Regions from separate parts of the Mus musculus genome. Here all the other regions are linked to region 2. Evidence: chromatin contacts called from public promoter capture Hi-C data. All regions are on one chromosome and are shown on one strand. Each heading gives the region's core, a stretch centred on a gene start, on an enhancer-like site or on the middle of the called end of the contact. The rest is flanking DNA. Distances are from core to core; before and after follow the strand shown.

Region 1 (3,394 bases), core at 801-3,300, 1.4 Mb after region 2:
ATGCAGTGTCTTAAAAATGGTGGGGAGGAAGACATAGGGTGTTTACATCGAAACTCCATTGGCTGTGGCTATGAGGGGCAGGAGGAAGTGCCTGTGTCAGGGAGACTTTGAGATAGAATGCTAGCTCCTCAGAAGTTTTACTGTTGGTTTGTGTAAACAGAGCAGAACATTTATACTAAATAGGCTACTCTGGCTTTGGTGGAATGCCGTGTGTGTGTGTGTGTGTGTGTGTGTGTGTGTGTGTGTGTTTAAGTAAAGCTTTCAACAAATGTTTTGGTAACTGATTCTTCTTTGCTGTGGTACCTGACTTCAGTATTAGCTGCATTGTGAGTGGTAGATAAAGGTGGTGGTTTGAGATTTGAATCCAAGACTGGTTAGTTTTTATACGAATGGCAGATTCCCTGGTGGGTGGGTCATTAGCTAGAATCAGGAAAGACAGTTTCTCCTAGGTGAGTGGGACCCCCCCTCCCCACAAGTGGCCAAACACCATAGAGAAACCAAACAAAAACACAAATAATGTCCTCTTTCAATTTAAAGTGTAAAACTTGCCAAGCAGTGGTGGCAGACACCTTTAGAGGCAGGTGGATCTGTGAGTTGGAAGCCAGCCTGGTCCACAGAGTGAGTTCCAAGCCAGCCAGGGCTACACAGAGAAACTGTCTTAGAAAACAAAAACAAACTAACAAACAACACCCCTCAATTATTTTAACTACTCTCTAACCCTAGATCCCCACTAGGCAAGACATCCTGAGCCCCAACCACGAGCTCTCCAAAGGACAGCAGTATATACATACACTCACAAAACCATAATGACATGAAATGATTAACATGTGACTGAAGGAATGGCACAAACTGAATTTTCAATAATCGCATTCTCCCACCCCCCTCCCCCCACCTTTATGTCTTTCCAGACAGGGTTTCTCTGTGTAAATAGCACTGGCTGCCCTGGAACTCGCTTTGTAGACCAGGTTGGCTTCAAACTTACAGAGATCCATCTGCCTCTGTTTCCAAAGGCGTGCACTACCACGCCCAGCTGCATATCGGGTTTTTGTCTTTTTGTTTTTTTTACGTAGGAAGAAAGGAAAACATCAAACATCTTACCACCCAAACCACCCAGCTGGGGTCAATTCATACATTGAGAAATGGCTGAGGAAAAAAAAAAGGCAAGAAGATTCTGTACTGACTTAAAACAAGTTGCCTCACACCAACCCAGAAAAGGTTACATTTTCAACTTGAGCTGTAATTTTCACGCAAAAATCTGAACCAAGATTTACCGATTATAGCGGCATCCGATATCACATTCCCCAGACGTTTTCTGTAGAATACAAATTAGGTTATCTAGTCCGCAGGGAGGAATCCCACTATCTATGTAGCCTGCTAAGATTTCATCTTTCTTTACCATAGACACTGGATCCAAGTTTGGCTCTAAAAGGATCCTTTGTTTCACACCCAAGTTTGGCTCCCACGTACAGCATCGTCAAGCTGAGGTGATGAAAACTGAACCCACACCGCTTGCCTCCCAGGCAAACCTCTGACCACTATACATTCCCCCAGCTCCATTCAGATACCTAGTCATGCAAGGTTCCTTTCTTCAACATCCATCTTCTCCAACCCTTTCCCCAAACAGCCCCTCGGGTCGCCACCGAGCCACAGACAGGAAATGGGGCTGGCGCCCCTCCTTTTCAACCTTGCTCGGAGCCGTGGGTGTGGACGACCTCGACTGCAGATCCCGGGGTTCCCCAGGATTCTGCAGGTCCAGGTTCACTGCCCCTGGGCTGACAGGCAGGACCATAGGGGCTGCATGGTCCTCGGATGTGATCACTAGAGAGGGGAGGCGGCAGGCGGGCCTGGCAACCCCGAACCCGCGCGGCCCCGCACATGCCACGTCAGGCCGTACCTGGCTCGTAGCGTTGCTGGCTGCGGAGCTCAGGAGGCGGCACCCAGGGTCGGGGTCCGGGCTGGGTTCAGCTTCCCTCTTGGACCTCACCCGCAGCAGCCGCCCCGCCCAGGTGTCTTCTGATTGGCTTCTTGCACTTTTGCTTCCGGGTGAGAGGTCGCCCGGTCGCCCCAGCAACCGAGGCCCGCTCTGTCCTAGAGCCCAGCTCCCTCCAGCCTGCCGAGCTGGCGAGCCTAGGGGAATCGCAGAGTCGCGAAAGCCTGTCCTTCACGTCTCCATCAAGTGAGTGCGCTTCCTCTCGGGAGCTGATGGACCCGGAGCCAGCCGCAGCATCCACTCTGGGGTGGAGGGGCACCGACAGCCCGGCGTCGGGGGATCCGGAGATACAGCGTGGGCCCCCGAGTCTGTGGGTTCGCTGTGCCTATCACTCCGGATTTGTTTCCTTTACGGTGCCAGATCAATGGCAGAGGTTCCTGCTAACTCACATAATCCAGAAATTTGAATGTGGAAACGTCACCCCCTTATTTAGAGAATATTAGTTTCTGTAATCGAACTCACACAGATAAGGTTTTACCTATGTAATACAGTGAAGTAAGCCTGTACAAATGGAAAAGAAATTAGCTTGATGTTTCTAGACTAATATGGCTGCTGATTTTGGTACAATGACAACTCAACATGGTTGAAAACACAAGTACAGTTTTCAAAAATTAAACGTGTGTTTAATATATATACATATTTAATATATTATATAATATATATTAACATATAATATATTAATATTATTTTAAATATAGGTATATGTTTATATGTGTATATATTTATATATGTGTATATATTTTTATATATGTATATATATCTATGTATATGTATAAAGAGCAATAATAGTATGTTATGCATCAGTAATAACAACAGCTTTTTCAGGTCCTGTAGTCATCTGAACAAAATTGTAGACGTCTAGCCTCGCCTTAAAAACAAACAAACAGAAAAACACCACCAAACAACTAGAAACAGCACAGGTCTGTGACCATTAGGGTACCAGCACAATATATATATGTATATAAGTATACACATATACATACATGTGTGTGTATTGTACATATATAATTATATGTATATTATATATATGTATGTATATTATAGACATATAATTAGCTTTTAAATCATCTGTAAAGAAGACATCCTGAGTAATATTGGAACCATCTTTGATAAAGCTACCAATTCATATCATGCAGCAGGTAGGAGATATTTTACACTCACATGATACAGTGCTGCCCCCACATTTGTAACACTAGAGGGCGAAAAAGGCATTTGAGACTTCTTTTTACTTTTTTCAGCAGAGGGCCAAATGCTGGTGTGACATAGCTCTGTAAAAGAAGTGCACTCTTTTAGATAGGAATTCCTTTCAGTAGTGTTCAAAGTATTACACTCTCACGAAACAACAAACAAACAAACAAAACCAAAAAAAAAAAAACCCTGAAAACCAAAAAGGGGAAACATTTC
Region 2 (3,078 bases), core at 70-2,569:
CGATGTCTTTTTTCCTTCTGTTGCTTTTTGTTTTTTATTCTCCACCTTCAGTAGTTTTGCTTCTTTTTTGCTGGTGTTTTCCTTTTTCTCTGGTTCATCTTCTTCAATCAAAGACTTTGAGTATTTGGCCAAATTCAGATTCTGAATAAATGACTCCAGTTCACCTTGTTGAAGGTCGTCAATGGTTCCCTTTTTGCCCCCATCCACCACTTCCTCATTTTCATCCAAAGTAGCCAGCATAAGGTAATCTTGCTGTAGAAACACATTAAAAAAAAAAAAAAAAGGCCGTATTACAAACCCAGAAATTCAGTAAGAACTTCATTTTTAAAAACCATCACATATGAATTATTACACTATTATCTGGCAAACTCACAGATATCCAACAGGAAAATGTGCCAAAGATAGGTACACAATAGGGAAAAGGCTTTTGAAGAACCTTCTTCAAGATATGAAAAGATTCTCAAGCTGACAGTCACAAAATCCAGTGAAAATCGCAATGATCTAGGCACTCGTAATGCATCAGGTGAGCAAGGTTAAAGGTTTATCTGAGTGGGCAGGGGATGGCTCAGTGGGTCAAGTCTATGCCAAGGAGCCTGGTGATTTAGGTCCGATCCTCGGAAGTCACATAAAAGAGAGAATCGATTCCAAAGTTGTCCTCTGACTTCCACACGAGTGTACCAACAAACATACAACACTCCTTCCAATAATAGAAAGTACTTTATGAGGTAGTGTAGGGAGGAAGAGGCACTTTCATAAAAGGCTAATGTAAACTGGCAGGTTCTTTTAGCGACTTCAATCCAACCTTTTAACCTAGCAGATGTAGATTACACATACGGTCGTGTTCAAAACATTTGCCCACGTGGTTAGAATCCGATCGCCTACATTTTAACGAGGCATAAACCCAGGAGAAAACATGCAAGCCGAACTGTTTTTTTTCCCACTGAAGCGCGGTAACAGTAAATGCGTGGGAAGCTCTCAGAGCAGGTCGGAGGCTGGGCTGCGGGTCCCACCTTCCCGGCAGCCGTGAGCATCCCCTTCCCCAGAGCCTGCGGCCCTTACCTTTGTGCCTCCGAGGCGTAACACCTCCTCCAGGGAGAAGCCATTCTTGCCCTCATCGCCATCCTCCTCGTCTTCCTCATCCGGATCTTCTGTCACCTGTTTGGGACGCCAGGGCTGCTTGGCAAGGAACGCCACAGGTTCCTGGTCGGCCGACATGGCGGGCTGGACACGCGAGTGCAGCCCGGAGCTTACTTCCGCTTTACGGTGACGCACTTCCTATTGCGAGGGCGATTCAGGAAATACCGTTTAAACCCCGCCTCCGGGGCGGAGCCTGGCCTCGGGGTGTAGGAATGAATGCTTTGGTGAGACGCTGCGTGGCCCGCGCGGGTGAGAGTCCCCTTGCAGGATCCTGTTTCCATGGAAACCGTATGGCGCGGCTCCTTGGTCCCTCCGTTGCTCACCTGGGGCTGGAGCAGGAAGCTGGTCCACAGAGAGGCTTAGCTGTGTGGAGGGGCTTGTAGTCATGGGTTCGGTGCATGCCTTGCCTCCATCGGGTCCTGACGTTGGGGCGAAGTTAGTGATGAACGAGGCATCCTTACAAGCTTTAGGCTGCTTGCTGCGCGTGTAAATGAAATGGAGATATCTAATGCGGGCGGTGCTTAATCGTGCTTTTCAGGCCTTCCCTGTATTTGGAGAGGGAAATGCTACAGCTCCGGGAATGAGCCGGCAGAAAGCAACCAGGTGACACCGATGCTGCGGCATCTTATGTACAAAATAAAGTCTACAGGTCCCATCACTGTGGCCGAGTACATGAAGGAGGTTTTGACTAACCCAGCCAAGGTAAACGTAGGGGGAGCGTGAACCACCCAGTGTGTGTACACAGAGGAGCCCGAAGGCCTCTAGAGCCATCAGGTGTTGAGCCACCGCCGAAGTCCTTGGAATATAGTCTTATCTGTCATTTGCGTTAAAGGGCAGTGCCAAAAAAGAGGTCATGACAAATTCCTGCGGAGTTTAGGTGACAGAATGTAATTTAATTTTCCTGAGTTAAAGGAATGCTGATTTTCTAACCGGGGTTGTGGATTTCTGCTGTTTGTATAAGGGAAACGCTGTATGTATGAGGTTGACCTTGAACTTGCAGCATCTTCTTATTTACCCTCCTGAGTGCTGGGATTCTAGGTGGTCTTCACCTGCCTGGCTAAAAGAAAGCTTTGAGTCTTTCTTGAAGGTTAAGCATTATGGTAAAACTTGGGATATGAAGTTAAGACAAAGTCTTCTCCCCAGATAATTAAGCCTTGTAAGAAACGTAATTGTTGTCTTATTTAAAAAAAAAAAAAAGCACTGGATTTAGTTTTGGGTTGGGAGTCTTTGGAGAGAGAAGTCAGTGAAGACACTGTTTGAATAGACTGAATGGATGCCAGGGAGAACTAAAATGAGAAGAAAGTGAGACTTTGCATTGGTATGGAAGAGTGGGAGAGGGCAAGGAGTAGAGAGATGATCTTGTCTGCAGCCCTTCTACTTGAGTAATTGCTGTTTGGTGAGTTTTGCAAAATGACTACTACTATGTAAAATTTAGGTAAAGACTCTGTCCTTATCTTGGTTACTTCAGAAGAGAGAACTTTCTTGGTAAATACTTACTTCACTGTAAGCATTCCATAAAATTTTGGTGGAGCACTTTTGAAAGCTTTATTTGAAAATTAATCTTTTCCATTTCTCCTCTTTTACTCAGGGATATTATGTGCATCAGGATATGCTAGGAGAAAAAGGAGACTTTATTACTTCACCTGAAATAAGCCAAATCTTCGGGGAGGTAATAACCAACATGTAGACCTTAAAAGAAATGTTATAGATACTGAGGGCAGAGCAAGCGATGCTCATGTGTAATAGTGTTTTATGGTGTGTGTGTGTGTGAGTCATCAAATATTTAAAACTTAGAACACTTGAAAAACTCAGATTTCACTATAGAAAAAGAAGAGGAATCCGGGCAGTGGTAGCACATGCCTTTAATCCCAGCACTTGGGAGGCAGAGGCAGGCAGATTTCTGAGTTCAAGGCCAGCCTGGTCTACAAAGTGAGTTCCAGG
Region 3 (3,262 bases), core at 666-3,165, 1.3 Mb after region 2:
TTTCCTTCTGTGTGTGTGTAGGGCAACCTCAGGTGTCATTTTCAGGAAATACACCCACATTCTTTGAGACAGTGTCTCTTTGGTTCAGGATTTTACAATTAGACTAGTGAGCCCCACGGGTCCTTCTGATTCCACTTCCCAGCCATGAAATTGCAAATGAGCCATACCGGGCTTTTTTTTTTTTTTTTAATGGAGCCATTCCTAGCATTCATCAATATAATCTTGATGACTACTAAGCATATACATAAAGAAGAGACATTTCAATTGGCTGGTACTAATTGAGTGAATTAGAAAAGCTAGAAGCCGGGTGATGGTGGCGCACACCTTTAATCCCAGCACTTGGAAGGCAGAGGCAGGCAGATTTCTGAGTTCGAGGCCAGCCTGGTCTACAGAGTGAGTTCCAGGACAGCCAGGGCTACACAGAGAAACCCTGTCTCGAATTTAAAAAAAAAAAAAAAAAGCTAGAATAGTTTAAATATCTTGTATCTAGTTGCAACTGATTTTTAAATTTTTTTAATTTTTTTTTTTTTTTTTTTTTTGTAGCAGGGCTGGCCTAGAACTCACTATGTAGACTAATTGATCCCAAACTCCCTGCCTACCTCTGCTTTCCACAAGCTTGGATTAAAGTCCTATGCACCACATGTGGCCCAAATGCAACTTAAATTTCTGATAATTTGGACAGAGTAGGGACATGTCCTTGTTTCAAAAGGGGAAGAAAACATAAGCCAAACAGGTTTGCAGTAAAGAATGAAACTTAAAATGCAACTGAACAGTTGTCACAAATCAGTTGTAGATTTTTATTCTGTAGTTTTAAAGGTCAAACATTTTCTCCCACACTCTTAATAACTTGGAATTTACATTAGCTCTTGTAGCTTTATAGAGGGTTTTAACTGATAAACTCTAACTTAATCCATGAAATCTCATTAATATGAAGTCAATCATTCAATAAATGAAGGTTTTGGGAAGGATTATTTGATATGGAATTTCAAGTAGTAATTTTAAAAAACCGATTCATATTTAATGTTTCTGCTGCTTGGCTTGACAATCTTTTTTTTTTTTTTTTTTTTTTTTTTGAGACAGGGTTTCTCTGTGTAGCTCAGGCTGTCCTGGAACTCACTTTATAGACCAGGCTGGCCTCGAACTCAGAAATTCGCCTGCCTCTGCCTCCCGAGTGCTGGGATTAAAGGCGTGCGCCACCACGCCCACCTCTGGCTTGACAATTTTATAGCTCAGTTTTTGTTCATCGCCCTTGGTGGGTTTTTTTGTTGTAGTTGTTGTCTTGGCGGGGGAGAGGGTTGTTTTTTTCTCTTTTCAGTATAGGCAGAATCTTAGCATTTACTGCCTTGCACCACTTTTCAGTATCACAGTCTCGAAGATTCTGCAGTATGTCAGAGCCCAGTCAGCTACGTGCCCAGAAATCTGAAGCAGAAACAACATAATCCAGTGCTGCTTGGGAGGCAGAGGCAGGCGAAGTCTACAGAGTGAGTTCCAGGACAGCTAGGGCTACACAGAGAAACCCTGTCTCGAAAAAAAAAAAAAAAAAAAAATCCAGTGCTGATCTTCCCAACTTCACCACTGTTCTTGAGATTTACTGAGAACACGTCCCCAAAGGTGCACGCATTTTAACCGGCTCCAAAACGAGCTAGACCAGAATTCATGCCATTCACCTCGGCTTTTAGAGCCTTAAGGTTTACCCAGAGAGCTTTGTGTTGAATTCAGGGCAAAATCGCATTTTCATACCCCACTTAAAAAGCTTTGAGGTACGAACATTTTCCTCTTACAAAGATTTCTTGAGACGTTCACGGTGGCCAGGAGAACTCAAGTTCCCTTGGACACAACCTGCAGTGCAAGAACGGAGGCAAAGGACTACAGGATGGAGGATTCTGGGGGAAGGAAATGACGTCAGGAGCAAAGCATGCTGGGCTCAGGCGGGCCGACTCAAGCCCGCTCGGCGGCGTGTGAGCTAAGTAGAAATATAGCCAGGGTCTCTGCGGCGTTTCCCTGAGTCGTGCAGAGTTCTGGGTATGGCGGCCTCTGGACAGGACCTGGTGTTGGAGCTCTAGAGCTTCGCTAACGGGTCCTCAGCGCTTTACGAGAAAATTGGCGCAAAGCCCGTGGAGAGTCATCTAGAAAGAGTAGGTGGGAATCCGAGAACTCCGCATCAGTTATGTCTGTCAGGGGTTTAGGGCGAAATCCTTTTATCTAAGGAAAGCGGAACGGAAGTGGCTGCTTCTTCTTTTTTCTAAAAAAGATTTCTTTATTGTATATGAGCACACCACTGCTTTCTTCAGACACACCAGAAGAGGACATCGGATTCCATTACCGATGGTTTTGAGCTACCATGTGGTTGCTGGGAATTGACCTCCCAGTCGGTGCTCTTAACCGCTGAGCCATCTCTCCAGCCCCGAAGAGTTTGAGTTATCTACGGGCCAGGTTCAAAGCCAGGTTGAAAGCGGTATCCGGAATTGGGAGCAGAGGGTGGGACTAGACATGCCACAGGAGTTTTAAGAATTGTACCTGTGGCCATTCACTATTACCATCAGTCTGAATTATAAATACCCCTTCCCAGATATACTAAACAAAACATTCTCAAGAATTCTCCAAAGATAGTATCAGTTTCTTATACCCCAGATGGGCGTTTTGCTTGTTCTTCTGAGATCTGAGACGGCACACTATGTTACCAGGCTGGTCTCAGCACTACTAGTAGGTAGGGACTGTAGGTGTGAGTTAAGACTGGCTCTATGTATCAGTGCTTACTTGCATTAAGAAACTCGTTATTTTCAGGCAAATTACAGACTGCCTACAGAATGGCGATCATTAAGACATTTGCTTGGGCTGGTGAGATGGCTCAGTGGGTAAGAGCACTGACTGCTATTCCAAAGGTTCAGAGTTCAAATCCCAGCAACCACATGGTGGCTCACAACCATCCGTAAAAAGATCTGACTCCCTCTTCTGGATTGTCTGAAGACAGCTACAGTGTACTTACATATAATAAATAAATGAATCTTTAAAAATATTTTTAAAAAAAGACATTTGCTTGTGTGGAATATCCATAGTGATTAACCCAAATTGATAATGGTTCTAGATCTGGGCAACTGGTAACCATGAGCGAATGGATGAAGAAAAGCCCCTTAGAATGGGAAGATTACGTTTATAAAGAAGTGAGAGTGATAGCCTGTGAGAAGGAGTATAAAGGATGGCTTCTAACCACAGATCCAGTCTCTGCCAAGTGAGTATGCAACTTAATTTTGTGAAATGACAA
Region 4 (3,309 bases), core at 584-3,083, 1.5 Mb after region 2:
CCAATGTAGAAATGGACTGAAGTCTCATGGAGTCATTAAGGATGCACAACAAGGTGGTCTCTTTGATTTTCTTAGAAAACATACAGAGGTTTGTAAGTAGGGAGACACTTGAGGATAAAGCGCAGGAACCTAAGTCTGAAAGATAAAAGCAAAGTCTTCCAACAAAGCCAACAGTTTCCACATAACATACCAAGAGGGGAAGGGGAGAACAGGGCAGACGAGAAACTGAAAGGTACTGGCCTCTGGGAGTATGAAATACCTTTCAAGACTTTCTGGTAAAATAGAAAGGCTCTGCATAATGGCACAGTAAACGCCAGGTACTCAGTAGTAACAAAACTGCATTTTAGCAAAGATAGCACGAAAATCATCTGAGCAACAAGAAATGGGAGATTAAATTGTAAAACAATTTCTACAGGTAAGGCAAATGAAAACAAAAACCAATCTGGTTGTTTTAAAATCCATTCAAGCACACCTGTTTCAGATGTCTTAGTACAGTATTTACTATGTCACTAAGTGTTGCTGTAGAAGCTGTTAAAATGTAGCAACATTCACGAATAACTTTAACCACTGGCAAACAAAAATCCAAAATGCCTAACCAAAGGACAGACAGTTGCTTTAGAAGCTTTTAAAATGTAGCAACATTTCCAAATAAAAAGATGCAAAACACCAAACCAAATGACGTTCAAAGATTCTCAGACACTTCAAAAGAACCAATCTGAATACAGTGGCATGTGCATCACCGCTGTAATGGGGGAGGGGGTCAAGAAAACGGGGAGTTATGACTGAGGACGAGCACAGCCGAGCAGGCCATGTTCTTGCTGGCAGGCAACCTCGCAATTACTTAGGCAAGCACTGTGGCCAAGGCACTTTCGAGCCAGTGAGAGTACCGGACTCCTAAAACGAGAGGTTGACCGCAGTTCGGAAGATCGAGAAGGTAGGCAATGGCCTTCGTTGACCTCCACGGAAAACCGAGGCTCCTCCAACCCCCGCCTCCGCGCTTGGATGATCCAGACCAACCCTCCCCGACTGTGTGCGGCCTTCCCACGCACCCCGGGCGAGTGTCAACAGCTGGAGCAGCGGACGCGGGGAACCTCGCAGCCCGAGCAGACCTCCCCGAGATCCGAGACCGGGAAGAAAGACGACAGTGGCGCCCCGCCTCCCCACCCTCGCCCAGCCCCGCGCGGACTGCGGCCGGGAAGCGGGTTCCGCGCCCCTACCTTTTTCAGCGCAGGCACCAGCAGCCCCCGCCACTTGGGCGCGTTCTCCTCGCTGAAAAACTCGTAAGGCAGCTGCTGCGCCTGCATGGTGCCCGCGGGGCGCCTCGGGGCGGGCGGAGGGGCGGCGGCTCGCGGCGCGGAGAAGGGCCACAGCCCGTGCACGGCCCGGCCCCCTCGGGGCGCCGCGCGGCCCGGCTAGCGCTGGCGAGGAGTCTGGGGGGCGAGGCCCGCGGCCGGACACCCACCCGACACGCGCGCCGCTCGCCGAGAGCCAACGCAACCCGGCGGCGGCGGCGGCGGCATCCCGCACCACCGCCCCGGGGCAGGCCCCCCGCTCCGCCCCGGGCCGCCCTCCGCCGGGGCTGCGCTCCCCGGCACGGCCTGGCCCGCCGAGAGACGGCGCGTGGATGGACGCTCCGGCCGGTGGCGCCCGCTCGCCAGCGGGGAACTCAAGCGAGAGGCCCAGAACGGGACGAAGCGGGAGCAGGGGTCGGTGGGGAACGGGGAGGGCCCGAGGTCGCTGCCGGGGAATCCGGCCGCTTGGCCGTCGCCGCCGCTGCTGCTACCGCTGCCGCTGCCGCCGCCGGTGTAGCGCCGGAGCTTCCTACTAGCAAACTGAACCTGCTCGCAACTGAGCATGCGCCGCTGGCCCGGGCCGGTTCGCTCCGGGTTTTCCGGCTGCCCGCGGATGAGGAGGGGTGCGCGCCAGAGGCTGGGGAGGGCACTCGCAGAGGCGGGGCTGAAGGACCCTGAAGGCGAACCCGCGACCCGAGAACCTGGGTGTGGGGGCCTGCGAGCAGGCGAAGCGCCCCTTTTGTGTGGTCCCACAGCCCGGGAGCCCATCCAGCTCTAGGAGATCCTAGGCCCTGTGTTTCAGAAAAGGGGTGTGTGTACTTTGTTCCCAGCACGAAGATAAGGAGTGCCCCGAGCATGCACTGTATACTAAACAGATTGCACAAAAGATAGATCCCTCTCACAAAAACAAAACAAAACAAAACAAAAAAAAAAAAAAAACAAAAGGCCCGACTGCTCAGTGTTTGTCTAGTGGGAGGAGAGATTGCCTGTTTCCATCTGCCTTTCCATGCCATGAGGACGTAACGCATACGTGTAGTATTTATTGATCATGTGTCTATTCAAACCCACAAGCTTTTATTTATGGATTTAGTCCATCCTGCTTGGGATCTTTCATAGCTTCAACTGGATAATTAGCTTCTGGAAGGGAGGGATTTCCCCCCAGCCCTCACCTCGCCTTGGTACAGGACCCAGGATAGAGATATGAAAATCACAGAATGCTATAAAAGCAGTATCTATGAATTGTCCGTCCATCCTAAGGATGGACTTGCTTCCTGTAGTGGCACTGTGCAACGCTGTGGCACATGTGCTCTATCATTGAACGCTTTCTTAGTAAAACGTCTTAGTTTTCAGTTTTCATTTCATAGATGAGAAGACAGTTGGAAGAACCATGCTGTTTTGTAGTACAATAAACAAGATCTCACAGATGAAAAATGTTTGAAACCACCATCTTTTAGACTACCTCTTAGGATCTGAATGAAATCTACAAGCCTTTCCTTTTATAATACATGTACAGATTTGCATCTTAAAAAAAAAGAAGTCCCCCTCATTTTGAACGTGTTCAGTAATAGTTTGAAGTCCATCCATTAACCATCAGAGTAGTAAGACAACAGCAGACCTGCTGGTGGGAGGGCTCAGCCAGGAAAGAGCAGGTGCAGCCAAGACTGGGAACCCAAGTTCTGTCTTAGATACCCAAACGCTGGGAGCAGAAAAACTGACTCCCAGAAGTTCGTCTGATCTCTACACATGGCCAATGGCAGGTGCACCACACACAAGATAAATATAATTTTTTAAAGAGAAAGGCAGAGGAATTATAGCTTAGGAAGGACTTAGAAAAGGAATTTCAGAGAACAACTGATATATCAGTTATTTTCAACAACTGGTTTGTGTGGTCTTAAGTGACTGAACCAAATCAACTATTATAGAAAACTATTCCTTGGCTTCTCGTTATTAAAACACATTTCAAGCTGCGAGAAGTGATGCAGCCGCTAATCCCAGCCCTCAGGAGAGAGGTAGATGC
Region 5 (2,930 bases), core at 407-2,906, 1.1 Mb after region 2:
CTTTTTTTTTATTTAAGCTAGACCAACAAAAATTCGAACTTTAGAAAGATAAGCGGCTTCTGATTAAAAAGGGTTGGAACACCTTAATTTTTGGAAGGTGTGCATAACTTCGTCAACTTCTGCTAAGATTTGATCTCAAATGTATTAAGTGTTTAAATAATATCTTAAGTCGTCAAGACCGTTTAAAGGCCCCCAAAAGAGTCAAAACCGTTCGGATTGGTTTGTTTCCTTAAAGTCTCCATGGAACTGAAGTTGTGGGTTGCGCTGTCCACATTCCTCCAGCCTCCAGCTAAACGTTTCTGATAAAGGAGGACTCGAGGAATGTGTGACTGAATTCCCACAGCTCTGCATTCATTTCCTTCTGTGGGGGACAAACTTGAAGTACATTATGAATGAAGAACTCTCGTCATCTGAACGCCTTTTATTTGACAGCAGGGACAGACACACACACACACACTTAGATCACCGGCCCACTCATTTCTGTAACAAGAAAACTTATCTTGGCCATTGCCTGGCCTGAATGAACCCCATGCCCACAAAGCCTTTTCTATAGAAAGATATTAAACTAGCGAGGGCTAAACTACGGGGAGAGCACGAGGGCGCAATTTGTCATTGCATCGCGGTTCCCACGGAGACGAGGCCACGAGAGCCTTCCCGTTATGGTTGCCCAGCGTGAGGATGATGCGGGTCGGGGAGGCCGGGTCCCCAGCACAGCCTCGGAGCCGGAGTTGCTCAACTAACAAAGAGCGGATCCCGCCGAGGGCGCGCGGCGCAGCCTCCCGGAGCGGAAGCGACACCCGCCCGCCCCCGCCGCCCCCACCCCGCTACCCTCCCCAAGTTCAGGGCCCGGACTCCGGGAGGCCCGGCACCCCAAGCCCACCCAAAGCCGGCATTCGGGATTCGGGGATCGTGGGCAATAAAGGAAAGAATCAGTCCGAGTCGCCAGCTACGCGCTCGGCGTGCACGCAGCGGCAAAGGCGGCCAGGCCGAACCCCCGCCGCCGGGCCCTGCTGGAGGGACGCGGCGCGGCGCCGCGCTTTGTTACCGTGGACAGGGGCATGCTCCGAGGGCCACCGCCGCTGCCACCTTCGTCGCCGCCGCTCCCTCCCTCATCGCCGTCGCCTTCGTCGCCTTCTTCTCCACCTTCGCCTTCCTCGCCGTCGCCGCCGCCGCCGCTGCCTCCGTCTCCGTCGCCTCCGTCGCCGCCGCCGCTGTCGCTATCGCTCCCCGCCTGAGGCGTCGCTTCCTGGCGATTCTCGCTCTCCTCGGCCGAGTAGACGATCTCTCCCTCCTCGGTCTTGAGGCGCTTGGCCTGGCTCTCGAACTCCCGGTCCTCCTCGTACGTCTCCTCCTTGGGGGAGGAGGAGGAGGAGGAGGACATGGCGGCGGCGGTGGAGACGGCGCGGGAGACGGGCCTCAGATGTCGCTGATCGGTCCCCGCCGCGGGCTGCGCCTCCTCGGCGCGGGTCTGAGCTGGCCCGGCGTCCTCCGCGGCGCGCTCCAGGAGCCCGTGACTGAGAAGGGAGCGCGGGCTGAGGGGACGCTTCCCTTTATCTCTCAGCCAGCCTCCAGCCTCTCCCTCCGCCAGCTTCGCGGCTCCCAGCCCCGGGGGGGACGCGAAAGTAAGGATGGGGCCGGGCCGTGGCTTCCGGTCTTCCCTCCTCCCTGATCCGCTCCCCGCCGCTCAGGCGGAGCCTCCACCCCGCCTTGACTGCCGCCGGGCGGGATGGGATCCAGGGCCCGAGAGTTTCCGCCCCCTTGCCGAACTTCCGCCTCCTATTGGAAGAGCGAAAGTCGATCTGGCTTCCAATTGGCTGGAAGAACTGCTCGTCAGAATCCCAGCCTGGACTCTCGCTGGGCTCCGGTCGGGACCGTGCAACGCCCGCTGCGCGCGGTTCCGCAGCGGTTGCAGCCCCGTGGCGGTTAGCGCTGTTAGGCCCTGGCCGCCGCTGAGATACCGGGTGAATGTGAGGAGCCGGCGATGCGTTCGGCAGAGTCGGGGCTGTGGGTGTTAACCGCCTTCCCGCTAATTTGAATGCTTTTCTTCTTCATTTTAAAAAGATGAGGGAGACCTGGAGAATCTTTAAAAAGATGAGGGAAACCTGGAGAATCTCCGCGCACCTAACCACACACAGCCCCCGAAAGCGCGTGGACTCTGCGCCACTAACTAAACAGAACAACCGTTAGCTGTTACTGACTGTGGCGAGCCAGCGAGATGATGCACACAGGTCTGCGCAGGGCATAGGTGACCTGCAAACCGGACCTATTGCTGCAGACATACCTATCCAAGTCCCTGCTGCAGTTACATATTCTCAACCTTCCTCTAAAACCCCTATTCTCACTGTTCTGAATGATCGTCTTCATTTTCCAAAATAGGAAACTCTCACAATCCTGTTCGTTTCCAGCCCACAACTCACTTCCTCTGTGAAGCCTAAAGACTGTTTTAAGGTTTTTAGCTGTTTCTATTTGCAAAAGGCCTTTGAATAACTAAAGGTGTTGTTTTAAAACAAAACAAAACTGGACGTGCTTAAGGGCAGGTACTGTGTTCATTTTTATAATCTAGTTCCAGTACAGTTCACCCCAACCCAATCCACCCCCGAATGGATTTCAGTGACCAACTTACTGGGTTGAAATTATGGTGTCTAGCTAGCAAGAAACCCACCGCGCCCTAAGTGCCCTGTTACTTTAAGCCTTGGAAAACTAAGATTCGTTCTGCGCACTTGTTTTGAACCTCTTCCTTTCCCAGTTGTGGGTTGTTCCCTCCTCTAGCCTGTTTTTTTTCCCCCAAAGGCATTTCTTCCCCCAGAAAGATGTGTGATCGTTCTTTTAACATATGTTGCTTTCTCCTTTATACTTTGCGTCGCTTGTCATTTTAGAATCCTAAGGAATCTAAGCGTTTCTGCAAACTGTACCACTGTGTGTGAGAGAGA

Evidence for each region. Promoter capture Hi-C pulls out the DNA fragments that hold promoters and counts their contacts.
Region 1: a promoter capture Hi-C map of pre-B cells shows a contact between it and region 2, with 3 times the contacts expected there. The contact joins the promoter of Morn2 here to the promoter of Ndufaf7 in region 2. A contact is called at or near these places in 7 of 39 promoter capture datasets (the 3T3-L1 cell line, the C10 cell line, the SN4741 cell line and 3 more), 1 of 484 Hi-C or Micro-C datasets (CD4 T cells), 2 of 115 datasets of contacts at active chromatin or transcription factors (astrocytes and stem cell-derived neural progenitor cells) and 2 of 9 other capture datasets (adipose tissue and liver).
Region 3: a contact with region 2 is called in a promoter capture Hi-C map of pre-B cells, with 5 times the contacts expected there. The contact joins the promoter of Gemin6 here to the promoter of Ndufaf7 in region 2. A contact is called at or near these places in 8 of 39 promoter capture datasets (the 3T3-L1 cell line, the C10 cell line, the HPC-7 cell line and 4 more) and 1 of 115 datasets of contacts at active chromatin or transcription factors (embryonic forebrain).
Region 4: a contact with region 2 is called in a promoter capture Hi-C map of pre-B cells, with 3 times the contacts expected there. The contact joins the promoter of Sos1 here to the promoter of Ndufaf7 in region 2. A contact is called at or near these places in 5 of 39 promoter capture datasets (3T3-L1-derived adipocytes, the C10 cell line, hippocampal neurons and 2 more) and 1 of 484 Hi-C or Micro-C datasets (B cells).
Region 5: a contact with region 2 is called in a promoter capture Hi-C map of neutrophils, with 4 times the contacts expected there. The contact joins the promoter of Hnrnpll here to the promoter of Ndufaf7 in region 2. A contact is called at or near these places in 7 of 39 promoter capture datasets (the 3T3-L1 cell line, cranial neural crest, frontonasal cranial neural crest and 4 more), 6 of 115 datasets of contacts at active chromatin or transcription factors (astrocytes, bone marrow-derived macrophages, embryonic forebrain and 3 more) and 3 of 9 other capture datasets (adipose tissue, embryonic stem cells and liver).

Annotation. Positions count from the first base shown.
Region 1 is chr17:80,288,162-80,291,555 of GRCm38.p6, forward strand. It overlaps Morn2 (MORN repeat containing 2), which reads left to right and starts at 2,051. Exons shown (of 5, transcript NM_194269.2): 1 at 2,051-2,176. It overlaps Dhx57 (DEAH (Asp-Glu-Ala-Asp/His) box polypeptide 57), which reads right to left and starts at 2,315. Exons shown (of 24, transcript NM_001163759.1): 1 at 1,895-2,315.
Region 2 is chr17:78,935,816-78,938,893 of GRCm38.p6, forward strand. Ndufaf7 (NADH:ubiquinone oxidoreductase complex assembly factor 7) reads left to right here and starts at 1,320. Exons shown (of 10, transcript NM_028611.3): 1 at 1,320-1,386; 2 at 1,676-1,839; 3 at 2,726-2,806. The coding sequence starts at 1,350. It overlaps Cebpz (CCAAT/enhancer binding protein zeta), which reads right to left and starts at 1,255. Exons shown (of 16, transcript NM_001024806.2): 1 at 1,060-1,255; 2 at 1-252. The coding sequence starts at 1,215.
Region 3 is chr17:80,222,536-80,225,797 of GRCm38.p6, forward strand. Gemin6 (gem nuclear organelle associated protein 6) reads left to right here and starts at 1,916. Exons shown (of 3, transcript NM_026053.4): 1 at 1,916-2,135; 2 at 3,086-3,229. The coding sequence starts at 3,105.
Region 4 is chr17:80,478,620-80,481,928 of GRCm38.p6, forward strand. It overlaps Sos1 (SOS Ras/Rac guanine nucleotide exchange factor 1), which reads right to left and starts at 1,834. Exons shown (of 22, transcript NM_009231.2): 1 at 1,218-1,834. The coding sequence starts at 1,304.
Region 5 is chr17:80,060,612-80,063,541 of GRCm38.p6, forward strand. Hnrnpll (heterogeneous nuclear ribonucleoprotein L-like) reads right to left here and starts at 1,657. Exons shown (of 13, transcript NM_144802.4): 1 at 1,046-1,657. The coding sequence starts at 1,381. 4933407O12Rik reads left to right here and starts at 1,611. Exons shown (of 2, transcript XM_006525248.3): 1 at 1,611-1,961; 2 at 2,062-2,851. The coding sequence starts at 1,629. The coding sequence ends at 2,187.